Linked DNA regions of Sus scrofa: region 1 is linked to region 2. Evidence: chromatin contacts called from public HiChIP or PLAC-seq data. All regions are on one chromosome and are shown on one strand. Each heading gives the region's core, a stretch centred on a gene start, on an enhancer-like site or on the middle of the called end of the contact. The rest is flanking DNA. Distances are from core to core; before and after follow the strand shown.

The links. HiChIP or PLAC-seq counts read pairs in DNA pulled down with a chosen protein or histone mark.
Region 1: a contact with region 2 is called in an H3K27ac HiChIP or PLAC-seq map of alveolar macrophages. The contact joins the promoter of APPBP2 here to the promoter of PPM1D in region 2. A contact is called at or near these places in 7 of 47 Hi-C or Micro-C datasets (embryonic fibroblasts, fetal heart ventricle, heart right ventricle and 2 more) and 2 of 2 datasets of contacts at active chromatin or transcription factors (alveolar macrophages and skeletal muscle).

What each region holds. Positions count from the first base shown.
Region 1 is chr12:37,612,330-37,617,463 of Sscrofa11.1, reverse strand. APPBP2 (amyloid protein-binding protein 2) reads right to left here and starts at 3,694. Exons shown (of 13, transcript XM_013981135.2): 1 at 3,249-3,694. The coding sequence starts at 3,386.
Region 2 is chr12:37,533,327-37,538,613 of Sscrofa11.1, reverse strand. PPM1D (protein phosphatase 1D) reads left to right here and starts at 2,455. Exons shown (of 6, transcript XM_005669013.3): 1 at 2,455-3,147. The coding sequence starts at 2,676.

The sequences.
Region 1 (5,134 bases), core at 2,445-4,944, 78 kb before region 2:
TTTAACAATCTATACATCCCATCAATTTAAAATAAAAAAAAAACATATTTTTAGGGAGTTCCCATTGTGGTGCAGCGGAAACGAATCTGACTAGGAAGCATGAGGTTGTGGGTCTGATCCCTGGCCTTGCTCAGTGGGTTAAGGATCTGGCGTTGCATCGACCAGTGGCTACAGCTCCGATTAGACCCCTAGCCTGGGAACCTCCATATGCCTCAGGTGCAGCCCTGAAAAGACAAACAAACAAAAACATTTTTAGTAAGCTTCCCTTCTTACATATCTTATTAGCAGCCATTTCCAATTTCTATTTAGCCTTCCTACAAAAAGCCACCATTATCCCTTACTCTCAGCAGATGATCTTACCTCCTAATTCATAATAACCATTCTTTGCAAACTTACCTATGTTAATACTTTATGCCTTTAACTCTTTGTGTGTGTACGTGTGCATGTGTGTGTGTGTGTGTTTTAGGGCTGCCCCCGAGGCATATGGAGGTTCCCAGGCTAGGGGCTGAATGGGAGGGAGCTGCAGCCACTGGCCCTCACCACAGCCGTAGCAATGTCAGATCCGAACCATGTCTGCAACCTACACCACAGTTCCCGGCAATTCCAGATCCTTAACCAACTGAGCGAGGTCAGGGATCAGACCTGCGTCCTCATGGATGCTACTCAGATTCGTTTCCATTAAGCCACAGTGGGAACTTCACCTTTAACTCTTTCCATCTGATCTTAGAGGAAAAGTATTCGTTTCTGTCTTTTTAGGGCCGAACCCGCAGCATATGGAGGTTCCCAGGCTAGAGGTCATGCCAGAGCACAGCAACACAGGATCCGAGCCAGGTCTTCGATCTATACCATAGCTTGACAGATCGTTAACCCACTGAGCAAGGCCAGGGATCGAACCCACGTTCTCATGGATACTAGCCAAAACGGGAACTTCCAAAGTACTCTTTCCTCAACTCCAATTTAAGACTGATAGGCTCATTAAACATAAATATATTTATACATGTATTCTAACATTCTAACAACATTCACATTTGACCCTTTCTACATATCAATACCTCTCTCCGTTCCCTTCTTAGGGAGTAGTCAACATGCCTATTTCTCACCTCCCTTTCATTCCACAAGCCAGTCTCCTAAAGCTTTATGACTGTGCCGTCACCTGAAGCTACTGACAAAAATTAATAAAGTGACACTGGACTACGATGAATTGGGATGGGGGAATTTTATACTAGTATATTTTGTCTATGACCATGCCTGTTGATGGAAGTTGGGATGTCTGAAGGGATCTGATTATGAGTTTCTTCTGGGCTCTAAAGTGGAGAAAACTGGAAATTATAGACAGTAAGCAAGAAAGCAAGAACTAAATATTAGGTATGAGACCTTGATTAAACTACTTAACTTTCTCACCTATAAAACAGGGTTATGCCCTACTTTATAGTTTAACTGTCAGGATTAAACAAAGTAAGTGTATAAAAGCACCTACAGTTCCAGGCACACGCCCTCACTTTAGCACAGTGCCACATTCCCAACAGGCATACAATTATTAAAGAGTAAAAATGTACCAAAAAGACACCATATTAAAACATTGTGGACTACGTGCAACAGAAAATGTGGCAAAAGCACCACCTGCTCATATTCACTATTAATAATCTTCAAACGAAAAGCTTCAGTTAGAAGCAAAAGTTACTAGAAGATATCCAAGTACTTTGAAGGAAATCAACCACTAAATGTACTGTTTAAATTTCCAATGATTTTTTCTTTCCTAAAAAAAGTAAAAGATTACATACAATTTAATAAAATGAGTAGAGTTAGCACACGCGCAAAACTGCAGTTTCCCAGGTTGAGAAAGAAATCTAATCATCCTTCCTGGGAGGAACAAATCTTAAATATACAAAATGTCCTTAGACTAAAGTAAGTCAATGTATCAAAGGGGTTTGGAATAAAGGGAGATTTTTCTCTAACCTCTCCTCCCCGCCCCAAATAATAATATAAATGACCAAACTAAATATTCTCCAAATACCTAGGAGGAAAAATTTTTAATTGTTCTAATTGGTGTAAAGCAGCTGGATTTAGTGAAATGCAGCAAGTCAGCTGCTTTCTGAAAAAATATTCCAGGGTGGAGGAAGCGGGCAATCTTCCCAATGAAACAACTGCCATAAAACACTGTACATATAAAATAAGAACACACACATCTGTTAAATATCAGTTTACAATATTCCAGCCAACTTACAAATCAAGAGGAAGTGTTTAGATCTAAAAGATAAATCACACTTTACTTCTGGTCGAATTTTGCATAAGTGGCTACTGGAGTTATCCACATGGATTCAAGGCAAGGAGGACTGAATAAGTCTACTGTTCACACTCAAATGTGGGGGAGAGGAAAAGGGAGGCTCTGAGTCCATAAAGTTCTCCTCCCTCTCTAAACACTGCAAAACTGTCCACGTCTAAAGACACTTACCCTTGAAACTAAACTCCTCAGAGACTGACTAGGAGACTTTTTCTGATTTTTGAGGGGGAGCAATTTAGGAATGCTGCAAGACTACAACTTTCAAATATATGACCATAATTTAAACTCTAATTCTAAAGGTCCCCCCCCGAAAGATTTTCCCCTTCAAGTAGTTTAGCACCACTCCCATATTAATAGAACCCCCCACTCAATCCCCACTATAAACAAAAACCAAAGCTTTAAAGAATATGTGAATAAGGCACACGACTACTTCCAATAATTCCTCAACTCCCTCCAGATTAGGAAGAAAAAGGTGAAACGAAGGAACACGTAGCAGAAAAAAACACTTGGCAAGGAGGGCGACGGGAGGAGAAAAGTAAGAAGGAGGGGAAAAAGAGCAAAGCAAAAAGTCCAGCTGATGCTGATACTTAATTGGGAAGGGAGGGCAGAAAATATCCCGAAGACACAGGCTAGAAGGGAAGAGCTGAGTGGGTCGAGGGCGCAATAAAGTCCACGCAAAAGGCCTATCCAAAGGGGCCCCACTGTAGGAGGGAAAAGCAAAAGGGGGGAAAGACTCATTTCTTAGACGTATCAATCAAAGCCAAGGGTTTGAGAGACAGAGGGTACCAGATGGGTGTCCCTATACTGGACTCCCCAACACCGTCCCAGATGTCTTGGGAGGCGATCCTGCCAGGAGGAGCAAGGGGTTAAACGCGGGGGGTTCGCGGACGTGGAAGGGGGTGCGGCCCCAGGGGCTGCGGCAGGAGGGCAGAGAGCAGGCCCACGGTCGGTAGCCCACCGTCTGTACCTTGTAGTAAACATCGAACTGGATGTTCTCGGGCAAGGAGCGGATGTCTCGGCGGGAGCGGATGTAGTTATCCACGACAGCGGAGATGGCGGTGTTGTAGAGAGTCTCTGGGATCCACTCTAGTTCCACGGCCGCCATCTTCCTTCCCTCCTCCTCCGCCTCCTCCGCCTCCTCCTCCCGAAGGCCCCCGCCTCCCTCCGTAGCGAACCCCTCTGCGGCCCCGGAGGATTCGGAAAGACGGCGTTGGCCACGCGGGCACACGGCAGAAGGGCGCGGCCGCCCTGGCTCCTCCGGGTGAGCTGGGGGCGGTGGCAGCGGGCGCAGGCCCGTGTGCAGAGCTGGCCAAAGAGCCGAGACCAGGCGGGCCGAGGCCTCACATTCCGGATTTGAGAGCAGCCCGGGGTCCGTCCCAGCGCCGATCTCTGCAGGGGCGGGGCTGCGTGTGCGGCGTCATGACGTCAGCGCACGCCTACGCGCTGGAGGGAAGGAATGCGGCAGGCAAAAACTTGGGAAGCAAACAGCGGTGATCCCGCCTACGGGGACGTATTTTCCTAGGGGCCGAAGTTGGGTGGATGAGGGTAAACGTTTTTCACCCGGACGAGTTAAGACAGGTTTTTACCAGCTCCTTCCGAATCACTGGCTGCATCAGTCCTTTCAGCCAATCCTGCCTCCAGACTTCTTAGGCACGGAACCTTTCGAGCTCAGATAAAAGTTTGGAGGCCCAATCATCAGTCCATTGAAAATGATGCATGCAGGGAATTCGCATACTCTGGAAACCCGCCTTTAGACTCTGGTCCCTAAGTCAAGTTAGGAACCTTCGACTTAGGGGCTAGGGATCAGGATGGCAGGAAGACTTGCATTGTGTCACCATTTGCAGTGTTCGAATTCATGGTTCTTTTTCTAAATGAAACTTATTCTCCACCCCCCTAACCCCCAAAAAGGAAAAAGAAATGCTTTAGAATTTGGTGAGAAGGTTAGCCAGATTACAGAATTACAAATAGTGGTAAGAAAAAAAGGACTAAATGGTGGTTGCAATATGACTTAGTGGTGAAACAGAAATTAAGATTTCAACTTTCTCCTCTAGTTCTAGTCCCAGCCTCAGGGGATTGTTGGATAATTGAGTGTACATGTTTCACCTCCCTTCCATTCTCAGCCTGAATGTCTGCTACTTATGTAACTTAATTTTCCATGTCTGTGACTTCAAGAACTTCATGCAACATCTTTCTGCTCTAGGAATTTTTTTTTTTTTCTTTTCCTTTTAGGGCTGAACCTGTGGCCTATGGAAGTTTCCAGGCTAGGGGTCGAATCCGAGCTGCAGCTGCCACACTACACCACAGCCACAGCAATGCAGACGAGGCTCAGATCCAACATTGCTGTGGCTGTGGCATAGGCTGGCAGCTACAGCTCGGATTCGACCCTTAGCCTGGGAACCTCCATATGCCACAGGTGTGGCCCTAAAAAGACAAAAGAAAAAAAAAATCTGGATCTTTAACCCACTGAGCAAGGCCAGGGACAGAACCTACAGCCTCATGGAGTCTAGTCTGAGTCATAACTGCTGAGCCACAACAGGAACCCCTGCTCTAGGAATTTAACAAGGAAACCACTGGCCATTATTGGTGACACGGTCAATCTCATATTCATGCAATCGTTATGTAAAACCTGAAAACAATGATAATAATAATGTGCGGACGTTAAAGCTAAAAGAATTGGAAGTGGTTCTTCCAGTTCACCCTGGTATTTCAAGGTTAAATAGTTAAATCATTGGTAAGAAAGAAAGAAGAAAACATGTTTAGTCCTCTTTTCAGTCTATACCAGTTCTTACTCTGTACCCATGAACATGGGAAAGCTATGGTTAGCCTTATGGTAGAGTGCCAGAATTAGCAAGT
Region 2 (5,287 bases), core at 1,206-3,705:
AACAAAACAAAACAAAACAAAAAGCATAGTGGAAGCAAATTAGACAGTGAGCCAGGAACAAATGAAGGGGTGTTACAGTATCTTGGTGTTGTGGCAGTTGTCACTAATTTTAAAAGAGCTTAGGTTGAAGTTCCCATTGTGGCACAATGGTTAACGAATCTGACTAGGTACTGTTTAGGGTTCGATCCCTGACCTTGCTCAGTAGGTGAAGGATCCGGCGTTTGCTGTGGCTGTGGTGTAGGCCGGTGGCTACAGCTCCAATTCGACTCCTAGCCTGGGAACCTCCATATGCCGAGGGAGCGGTCCAAGAAATGGCAAAAAGAAAAAAAAAAGGGAGAGAGAGCTTAGATTTTTGAAGGAGGAAGGAAGGGAAATGATTTGTAGGCAATATGAGACGGTTCGAAGATAAGAATATCTGTTGAGAGGAAAAATAATCTACTTGAAAAGTTGTAAGGGAGGTAGTTTTGCTAGGCAATCAACCAGTTTTCGGTTGGAACAGGAAGCTGATGGGAACATTTAGAGAAGAGTGAAAAACAAAGAGGAAATGGCTGATAACAGATGTTGAAACCTAAAGGGTGGAGAGAAATGGTTAGGATGACTGGTGAAGAGCAGGGTACTGAATCAAGAGAGTAGCATGGAGATGCTAATCAGGGTAATGATGGATGACCCTGAGGCTACTGATTGTGACTGAGGGAAAAGGATTATAGAGAATGAAGTAATGATCCCTTTGTAATCTCTACAAGGGGAAGGGAAGTTGGGTAAACTATTTAAGAGGAATAATATAGAGCTACATAAACTGTTCTTTTTGGCAGGTCTTGTGTTATGGAGATTATTGGATTAGAATTGCTAATATTTCACCTTTTTTTGCATTTAGTATAAAATGTTGTCTATAGATTTCCTTCTAGTGTTATAATTACTAGGTTTTGATAACAGGATTATGATCACCTTTCAAAACAAGCTGGGATTTTTTCCAAGTGTTTTTACACTCTGGAACCATCTGGTCTGGTGCATTTTAACATAGGGCTTATCTTTGATTACATTTTTAATTTAATGGATCTATTCAGATTTTCTCCATTTCGGGGTGATTTTACTTCTTTTATTGGGAGGATTTTTTTTCTAGTTGTATTTCTTGTGCCAGATGTCAAAAAAATGAGCATGGAGTTCCCCTCCTGGCGCAGTGGTTAACGAATCTGACTAGGAACCATGAGGTTGCAGGTTCGGTCCCTGCCCTTGCTCATTGGGTTAACGATCTGGCCTTGCGTGAGCTGTGGTGTAGGTTGTAGACGCGGCTCAGATCCTGCGTTGCTGTGGCTCTGGCGTAGGCTGGTGGCTACGGCTCCGATTAGACCCCTAGCCTGGGAACCTCCATATGCCGTGGGAGCGGCCCAAGAAATAGCAAAAAGACAAAAAAAAAAAAAAAGAGAGAGAGCAGTTTTTTTCCCTATTCCCAGTTCAGTACCAGGAGCATTTCATTTGGAAATTTCTAAGGCTGTACAGGAAGGGGCACACAGGAGAGGTGATGGTGAAGTGGCCGAAAACTGAAAAAGTGAACTTTAATTTGACTCACAGGAACATTTGCTGTTGATAACAAACTGACCTGCCAACTCTGAGGCTTATTTTAATGCCGTCGAAATCCGGGCAAAGGTTTTAGGGCTTAGATTGCAACCCATGGGAGAAGAGGAGAGACGATAACCAAGGTCTTGGAGCACTCGAGCGCTGGGCAGTTTTTGTAACCTATTTTCAAGTGGTCTGTTCAAGTGATTCCGCCGAAGGACTAAAATGCTGCATCCAGGGCTCATCGGGGAAAGTACTACTTTTAGCAAAAGCTGAAAAGAACTTAAAACATAAGCCGTTTAAGTGTCCGACATACCTAGTTTATGTGAAACGAGACCGTGCAGCCAATGGTGGAAATTTCCCGTGTTTTCTTAACACAAAGTGGATTTCCTTTCACAACTCCCAGTCGGATCCATCCCACCCAAGTCCAGTTCGACAGTGCCACGCTTTTCCCAGCCTATTCACAAACCACCTTCCAAACTGAGGTTTCCCGCCACTTCAAGAAATGGAAGGTTTTTCTCTCTAGATTCTTCACACTCGTGCGAGGCCCGAGCCTACACGGCTTTTCCCACCAGGCAAGCAACGCAACGCCCTGGGCAGCAGGCTGCAATTCGACCGCGGGGACGGAGCAAAAAGGTGACAGAGAAGGCGCTAGATAAGCGTTTAGCACCCGCCGAAAAGCCGGAGGACGAAACCGCCCACTGCAAAGCGAAAGCCAGCCGGGTAGCGCGCTGGCTTCGCGCCCGCGCAGGGAGGAGGGAGTGCGGCCGTTGTAGGGAGAAGGGAGGGGCGGAGGGCGTGTTCGCCCCCAACTCGACTCCGGATTGGTCGGCCCCAGAGAGCCGAGTGACGTCAGCCGGGGAGAACGTCCGATTTGTGTGGTGGGCGCGGGCAGGCGGGGGAGGCGCATTGCGCAGGCGCAGCTGCTAGGCTCCGCTTGCCCGGGCGCTCCGGCCCAGCTCTCGCGGACAAGTCCCGACATCGCGCCCCCCCACCTCCGGGACCGCCCCCTCCCCCTTCTCGGCGTCGTCGAAGATAAACAATAGTTGGCCGGCTAGCGCCGAGTGTCTCCCGCCGCTCGGCGGGCTGCGTGGGACCGGCGGGATCTCGGCCAGCCGGCCATGGCGGGGCTGTACTCACTGGGAGTGAGCGTCTTCTCCGACCAGGGCGGGAGGAAGTACATGGAGGACGTTACTCAGATCGTGGTGGAGCCCGAGCCGACAACTGAAGAAAAGCCCTCGCCGCGGCGGTCGCTTTCTCAGCCGTCGCCCCCGCAGCGGACACCGCCGGCCCTTCCTGGAGGCGAAGTCTCGGGGAAAGGCCCAGCGGTGGCAGCCCGAGAAGCTCGCGACGCTCCGCCGGACGCCGGGGCCTCGCCAGCTCCCGGCCGCTGCTGCCGCCGCCGTTCCTCGGTGGCCTTTTTCGCCGTGTGCGACGGGCACGGCGGGCGGGAGGCGGCACAGTTTGCCCGGGAGCACTTGTGGGGTTTCATCAAAAAACAGAAGGGCTTCACCTCGTCCGAGCCGGCGAAGGTGTGCGCTGCCATCCGCAAGGGCTTCCTTGCTTGTCACCTCGCCATGTGGAAGAAATTGGGTAAGTTCCCCGGCTTATTTGGCGCCCGCCTCTTTTTCAGGAGACTGTAGCGCCAGGTTGGGGGCCGTAGCTGCAGCACTGCAGGTCCCCACAACGAGAGCGCTCTCAGTGTCCATCGGTGGGAGTGAAGACTCTTCTAGGTGGAGGTCCGGGCAAACAAAGTAGCTTTGGGCAGGACAGGATTACTGTCTCTGTGCAAACGCTCCACGTTTTATTTACACCCCCCATCCCCGCCAAGGATCAGTGGGGGAGCGGTCCTCTCCCTTCGCGATTTCACTTTGGTGGCGGCCAGCGAAAACATGTTTGAAACCTGGCGCCAGATTTGGCCAAAAGATTCATTGAAGACACGGTGCTGCCTGAAACACGCAAAGGAAGCGGGAGATGGCAAAAATTAGAGCGTTTCCTTCGAATTTGTCACAATTTTGCTTTTGAAAGACTCGGTTGTCTCCTACGGGCGGTGTCAGTCCTCCAAAATTGACCCCTGGTGGCTGGTAGTTAGAGTAAACTGTTAGGCTAACAAGTTATCCGGCGACCTAAAGGCTTGGAAGGAATTTCGTGTGTGTGGTGGTCATCAAGTGTTTCTAGGATCTTTATGCTTGTACTGCTCATGAAAACCAGCGCCGAATGCATTCTTACCGCCTAAATTGATCCTACGTTAAGAATACGTGTTAAATTCAGCTAGGGCTTTTTTAAAGTGCACTTTTTTTTTTTTTTTGCTGAAGTTGCTATTAGCTAATTGCTGTCAGATAGTTCTCAGCAGTTCCTAGTTAAAAGTTCTTTGTAGCTAAATTGTAGCTGCTCGTCAAAGTAGCAAGAGATAAGGAATTGCTGATATGCTAAAAGGAATTAGAGACCTTAATTTCTAAAAGTTTGGTTTAGTTGCAGTTTCATCTAAGCCTTAAATGTTTTCTAAAGCAGCCATTGTTTCTGTACCTAACATAAGTTGAGTTATAGTTGCTTACCCATTGCTGTGAATGAATGGCATAAATTATTTTTTAGAGGAAAAAATGATACTGTGTGTCATTAAAAAAAATCCTCTTGTTTATATGGTGGCATAGTGTTGCTTTATTTCCAGAAGAGAGACATAGAGTGTAAAGATTGGTCAAATACAAAACATTTTTAAAAAGGTATTCTGATGGAGTTGTAGACTAGGCTCTTTCAGAGTCTGTTTTCTATTTGCCTGGCTTTCTGCCAAGAATTATTTGATTGACTCATAGCATAACCAGTCCGCCTGTGGGAGGCTGTTTTCCATCCAATCCCAGAGGTCCCTATTATGGATTTGTTTTGTTTTTGTGTAGGCAGAGCAGAGCTGAAAGCACTGCAGTATATTCCAGAAATATGTCATTTCATTGCTTGCAGGGCAAGTAGGAGGGACAGCAAGACAAGATAGAGGAAGATTAGACACAAAGTACTACTTGGAATTCTGTTTATTTTGCAGTACAGTTGAAACAGCATGAATTTGCCACATGTTTTCACCAAAAGGATCCAAGTATAAACCCTTTTACTTGAGCATTTTTTAATAAAGCAGAAACCATGCTTTATTAATGAATGTCTGTGTTTTATTTATTTATTTATTTATTTTTGAATGTGTATTTTTTTTTAACATAATTCTTGTGCCAAGATTTCACTCCTTTGAGGCATGGGTTTAGAGCCTTATGCACCAAATGTTAAAGTTTGCTTTGTTCCACAGTTAATCTCATACTCTATCCGCAAAACTTGAATTAAGGAAAAAGAGTACGCTGAGTATATGGAAGTCCTGACAAAGGAAACTTCCTATGTCAAGTTTCCACTTTTGTAGTTCTCATTGGGTTATAGTAGTGTTTCTCAAACTTTTTGCTCTCGTAAATTTGTACTGAAAGGACTTAGAACCCTAAAGAGCTTTTGTTTGTGTGGGCTATATCTATCATATTTACTGTATGAGAAGTTAAAAATTGAGAAATTAAAGTTATTAATCTATTAAAAATAAACATATATGTTGACATATTTTTAAGTGAAAAATTACTTTTTTCCCCCAAATAAGAAAATTTGAAATAAATATTCTCATACCTGTTTCTGCATTCATTCACTCTCTTATGCTGTGTTGTCTGGTGACGTATGTAAGTGAAAAGGCAGACTTGCAAACGTATGTAGTAGGAAAAGG